Regions from separate parts of the Mus musculus genome. Here region 2 is linked to region 1. Evidence: chromatin contacts called from public promoter capture Hi-C data. All regions are on one chromosome and are shown on one strand. The core of a region is the stretch at or near the end of the contact, and the rest is flanking DNA. Distances in the headings are between cores, read along the strand shown. Region 1 holds the start of Pclaf (PCNA clamp associated factor). Region 2 overlaps Zfp609 (zinc finger protein 609).

What was found. Promoter capture Hi-C pulls out the DNA fragments that hold promoters and counts their contacts.
Region 2: a contact with region 1 is called in a promoter capture Hi-C map of liver, with 2.3 times the contacts expected there. The contact joins the enhancer-like site here to the promoter of Pclaf in region 1. A contact is called at or near these places in 5 of 39 promoter capture datasets (cranial neural crest, embryonic stem cells, liver and 1 more), 2 of 15 datasets of contacts at CTCF or cohesin (CD8 T cells and the NIH/3T3 cell line) and 1 of 115 datasets of contacts at active chromatin or transcription factors (the SCID.adh cell line).

The regions. Positions count from the first base shown.
Region 1 is chr9:65,888,745-65,891,719 of GRCm38.p6, forward strand. Pclaf (PCNA clamp associated factor) reads left to right here and starts at 1,579. Exons shown (of 4, transcript NM_026515.2): 1 at 1,579-1,730; 2 at 1,988-2,065. The coding sequence starts at 1,685. The region is part of intron 1 of Trip4 (thyroid hormone receptor interactor 4); the gene reads right to left.
Region 2 is chr9:65,758,758-65,761,732 of GRCm38.p6, forward strand. All of the region lies in intron 2 of Zfp609 (zinc finger protein 609), which reads right to left. Among named protein-coding and RNA genes, the nearest start is that of Zfp609, 67 kb to the right of the region's middle. Within about 2 kb of position 1,439, at least 11 of the 459 cell types and tissues checked have an H3K27ac peak or open chromatin away from gene starts, as enhancers often do. A contact at or near this core is called in liver, where this site is marked.

The sequences.
Region 1 (2,975 bases), core at 329-2,828:
TTGGTTGTTCCATTTTCTTTTCTTTGTGTAGCCTTTGCCTTCCTGGAGCTGATTCTGTAGAGTTCCAGGACAGCCTTGATTCACCTGCCTTTGCCTCCTGAGGGTTGGGATTGAAGGCCTGCACCACAGCCTGGCTCCTTTTTTCTTGATGATTTATTTTATGTGCATTGATTCCCATCTTGCCTGAGTGTGTCTGTGTCAATGTGTCAGATCCCCTGGAGCTGGAGTTACAAACAGTTGTGAGCTGATATGGAGGTGCTAGGAATTGAACCTGTGTACTCCAGGGTCCCTGGAAGAGTAGCCAGTTCTCTTAACTGCTGAGTTACCTCTCCAGCTCCTGTTTTTTCGGTCTAGCTCTTTCCTTTCCTTCCTTCCTTTCTTTTTTTAAATAAACGATTTATTTTAATTTTATGTGTATTGGCATTTTGCCTGCCTGCATGTCTGTGTGAGGGTGCCAAGTCACTTGGAGCTTGGTTACTGCCATGAATGAACTGCCATGCTAGTGCTAGGAATTGAACTGGGTTCCTCTGAAAAAGCAGCAATACTCTCAACTACTGTGCCCCTTTTCTTTTCTTCCTTTCTATATTTTTTTCTTTTTTCTAAAATATTGTGATCTAGCCCAGACTGGCAAGGAACTCACAATTTCCCAGTCTCTCTGCCTCCTCAGGGCTGAGATTACAAGGTGCAGTAGGCCTGGCTTTAAAATCTTTAAATTGAATATACTATTAATTGTTGATTTGGTTAAGGCCCTGAATAGATTTCATTGCTGTTCAAGCATAATTCACTGCAGAAAAGTAGTTCTGTAACATGCTGAAGGGTCATCTTTTAAACAAGCATTAACAGACAGCATTCTGCAGCAAGCACATACGGTTTTGTTTCGTGCATGGCATTCAGAACAAACACAAATTCTTAGGAATATTGTAATTTGAAATATGGGTCAGACAATATGATCTCTTTTTTGCAGGGTTATCCTCACGTGGGTTGGTGCTGTGACCCTTTTACATTTGGCATTTAAAAAATTCTTTGGCCATGTTTTTTAAATTTTATTTACTTATTTTTATATGTGTATGGACAATTTGTCCTAATTTTTTGTCTCATGCGATCTGAAAACGGTTTTTAAAACACTGTAAACTAAATAAACTAAATTGAGTTTTCCTTTCTCCCGCCTCAGAAAGTTGTTTTAGAACACAGTAGGGTTCATCCTTAGGATACTAAACTTTAGTTATGATTTACATAGAAAAGTCCACTTAATTTTCACTTTCAGTGTTTAATTATCATGGATTTAACTCTGGTAACTTTTGAAGAAATTTTACAATCCCTATCTCTACTTGGTTTTATTTTGGCTAGTTCACAACCTATCTACCTCACCTCCATACTTCGTGCCCCCCTCTTCCCCCACCCAGAGTCCTAGCACCGCCTACCAGGGAGGTACAAATCACGACCACTGGGGCTGATGGACTGACTGGCCAGCAAAACCTTAAGTCTCGAGGCTGTCACTGCTGGACGCTGTCAATTGGTCCAGAGTGAAGGCGCGGAACCAATAAGAATCGAGGTTCTCAAGCGCTTGGAGCGCGCGGGAAAGAGACCCATTTAAACGGTGGCGGGAACATCATTTTCGGGTTCTTCTCTAATTGAGACATCTGCAGTTGGGGTGACGGTGAAAGTTGTCTCTTCTTGTGTGAACATGGTGCGGACCAAAGCAAACTACGTTCCAGGAGCCTACAGAAAAGGTAAATGATGCAGCGAGGTGGCAGGGGGTTCCCTAGGCAGCCTGTCCAGGGGTGGAGACGCCCATGGCTGCCTCCCATTGAGCAGCTAGAAGGCAGGCTCCCGGCCCTCACTGCTAATAAGCTGCAGAGAACAGGCAAGGTCGTTTGCTGCTGTTCATCTCCCTCCTCTTTACTGGCCTGGGACTGTTGTAGAACAAAGCTCGGGGATCCGAACCCTCCTGCCTTTTCTGAACGCCCCTATTTATCTCTCTCTGCAGCGGTGGCTTCTCAAGCCCCTAGGAAGGTGCTTGGCTCCTCCACCTTTGTCACCAATTCTTCAAGTTCGTCGAGAAAAGGTAGGAAGGGTCGTGGAAGCTTCTGAAGTAACACCCCGAGAGCATCAGGCCGGGCAAGGCAGTACTAACCTGTGTGGTCCTGACCCGCGGTGGATTTATTTTTACTTAGTTTCCTTCCTCTGGAATTTGTTTCCGTTGACATTCTCACACCTAAATTTCTTTCTCGCCCTCTAAGGGAGCCTTAGTCTTTCAGCAGGCTTGGATGGGGGTGAGGGTCCAATGGAAAATTCATGTCTTGGTGGTGAGGGGCAGTATATTTTTAAACTTTTTTTTTTCTTTTCTGAATGGTGTTTTAAAAATTGTTAACAGTTACTATTTTCTTGGAGGCTACTTAAGTGTCTCCTCATTAGATTTATGGTGATGATTGACTGTACTACCGCGTTTCCGGTTGGGGGATGTATGTGAGTGTCTGTTTGACCATGCATGCAATCTTTGGGAACTGAACCCTGGGCCTTCCTTGCCCATGTTGAACAAGTACCCTACCGCTGAGCTAACCACACTGCCCCAGATTGGTTTGCTTTTGTCTCTGCTTTTCCCTCCTCCTCTACTCCCCAGTTCTTCCCCTATCCGACCTTCCTTTTTAACTCTCTCCTCCCTTTTGTTCTCCCTCCTTCCCTCCCTTTTCCTTCTTCCAAGGTCTCATGTAGCCCAGGCTGGCCTCAACATTTTTATGTACAAAGAACACCTTTGAACTCCAGATCCTTCTGCCCTCCATCTCCCCACTGCTGGAATAACACACACACACACACACACACACGTTCTCATGTAATTCAGGGTAGCCCCAAACTTGTTACGTAGCTAAAGCTGGCCTTCAACTTCTGATCTCTCTGTCTTTAAGATCTTCAATTTAGGGGATTAGCAGGTCAAACTTGGGTTTCCAGGATTGTAGGTGAGATTCACCATTCTCCTG
Region 2 (2,975 bases), core at 189-2,688, 130 kb before region 1:
TCTTGGTAAAGCTTTCAATTGACTACTAGTCTCTTTAAAGGAGGTACGAATCTACTACTAAAAGAACTGATAATAAATACCTGCTTTTAAATCTCTAAAAGGAGGCTGAAGAGACTGTCAACCATTAAGAGAAATCACTGGTTGCTATCCCAGGACCTGGGTTTGATTTCCAGTACCCACATTGGGATTCACAACCATCTGCAGGCACAGTCCCAGGAGATCCAATGTCCTTTTCTGGCCTGGTACTACCTACATGTATGTGGTACACAGACAAACATGTGGGTAAAAACCTATATGCATAAAATAAAAATTAAAGTACTAGGCGTTTAAAATACTTATTTAAAATGTATTGTTTATAAATACTTCTTCTGGGGCTGGAGGGATGGTTCAATGGCTACGAGCACTGGTTGCTCTTGAAAAGGACCCAGGTTTGATTCCCAGCACCTTCCTCCCATTACTTTAGTTTCAGGATGCACATGATACAGAGACATACACTCATACATGAAATAAATGTCTAACAGTAAATATATATCTATAAAAAGTTTCTCACAACTCTTTTTAATCCGCTCCTTTCCAATCCTCTACTTCTTATGAATATGCAGCAGAAGCTAACACACGCTTCTGAGAATTCTGATTTTTCACCCTGAGTCAAATTTCCCAAAGCTTAGCACTGAAGCCTTCTGTTCTATCAGCTGCGCCAGGCTCCCTGCCTCTCAGTGTGGTCGAGGGAATACCCAAACCTGCAAGCTGATCCGAGCCTCCAGCAGAATGGGTTCCACACACCTGAGTTCTATACTCTGTGGTCTAACCTCTCTCCACCAGCTCTAGAAAAGCAGTTCACACTCAGTGGGCTGCAGTCAGGTTGGCTCAGGTAAAGCCAGGAAGCCCTGTCCTCCAACTCTCCTCACTAGCAGCTGAAGAGCTTCCCTTTTAACCCTTTCTTCATTTCCTTTCAGATATGTTTCCTTTACTCACATTTAATTGTAAGCTGTGAATCAATTACATCATTCTTTCTACTAAACTATGTTCATGAACTAGACTTTCAAGACATAGCCAGAAGCCACGTGTGTTGGTTCACACTTTCACATTTGTAATTCCAGCACCTGGGAGGTAGAGGCAGAAAGCTTTCATTACATAAGGAGTTTGACGCTGTAGCCTGGGCACTGTGAGAAACTCAAAAGAGAATAGAGACATTGGGCAGTGGTGTCGTACACCTTTCATCCCAGCACTTAGGAGACAGAGGCAGGCAGATGTCTAAGTGTGAGGCCAGCTGGGTCTACAGAGAGAGTTCTGGACTACACAGAGAAACTCTGTCTTAGAAGCAAGCAAACAAAGCACGTATTCTAAGTGGTGGTCAAGTTTCCTCACTGGCACACTATGCCCAGCAGGTGCTGGAACGAGCAGCAGCTGAGCAGTTGCGGACACGTGGGGCAGGCCAGGTCTCCTTTGAAATCGATTCTAAGCCAAGGACGATAAACATTGCATATGTGGACTATGAAGACACTATGTCAACAGCATGAACTCCGAAGTGCTGTGGGAAAAACCTAAGGCTTTTGTGGCTGCTGGGATAGCTTGCCAGTACACTTCCCCACGTGCATCCCTTCATGAGACAGTTCCTTCATCTACCTGGTGTGAAACTGGGACAAGTCCTGCACAAACCACCTAGGAAGGACTGAGAAGCCGGGAGGATCTTCTGGTGGCATCTGGTTGTTGCTCACTCATGTTGGGCTATGATGAATTACACACCACCTTTTATTTACAAGAGGAAAATGGCTTGATGAAAACAACTGCGGTCTTGCAGCAGAGGGACAGTGAGGCGCAGTGCACAAAACCAAGATCAATGGCTTTGCAGGTCTGCTGTGGAGACAGCTGTGTTCTGCTTCTTCAGTGCACACATTAACTGTTTCCACCTAAGATACCTACAGTGTCCTTTGAGTCACTGCCATCAATTTAGAATTAAAACAGTTGCAATAAATACGTACATACCAAAAACCCAAAAAAAGAACGAAAGGGGGTGAGAGGGAGAGGGAATGGGAGGTAGAGCAAGACAGCTAGAATTTGTCTCTTAATAGTCAGCTGTCCTGTCATCATGGTCATCTACTTAGAATATATTACTAGGACAAGATGGGAGGTGGAGATGAGCTGCTCTGGAACTCAAAGACCACACACACACACACACACATACACACACACACACACAAATGCGTGTGCACACCCCCCCCACACCAGACAAATCACATAAAACTGCCTTTTATTTCCAGTAATGTAGAAAAATCTAAATTTACTGACCTCAACTTCTCCCTTATAACAATGGCCCAACAACTTAAGGAGACCAGGGAAGCAGTAGCTCAACATGCAATATACAAGTGACTTTTATAATTATCTCGAGGTAATGGGTCACACAAGCAGCTTCTCTCACCAAAGCACATCTCTTCTTGGTGTCAGTAGAGCAATCAATCATTATGAGAACATACATTTGCTTCCTGTACTAGTTTGGAATTGTCTTCATAACTCTTTAAAACGTAGGTTGCTACTCTCTTCTTTAGATAATTAGATACCACAAGTAAGCTCATCTCTTACTTTGTATAGTAAGTATTCTGTGTCCCTCTGGACACAGATAGACAGACAGACACAGACATGTACCCAAACATACACTACCTGCTTGTGATTGTTGGGTTTTGGCAGGTTCTGCTTTTAAATGGAAAACTCAGGTTACAGTTCAATTATGCTGTTTCTTACATTACTGCCAAGAGACAAAGCCTGACTCCTACTTGTCCAGCATCATTAGTAAAATGCCAGAATTTAATCTAATGTATGAGACTTAGCTCAGGCAGGAACTTCAAAAACCGGGTGTAGCTGTATTCTGATTGTTTAGGAGTAAAATCTGAGTCTCCTGTGGGTGTTACATTTATGTAATGGTGCCATCACACTAAATGACAGAGGGGCCAAGCACGGCAGTGAGATGAGCCATGTTG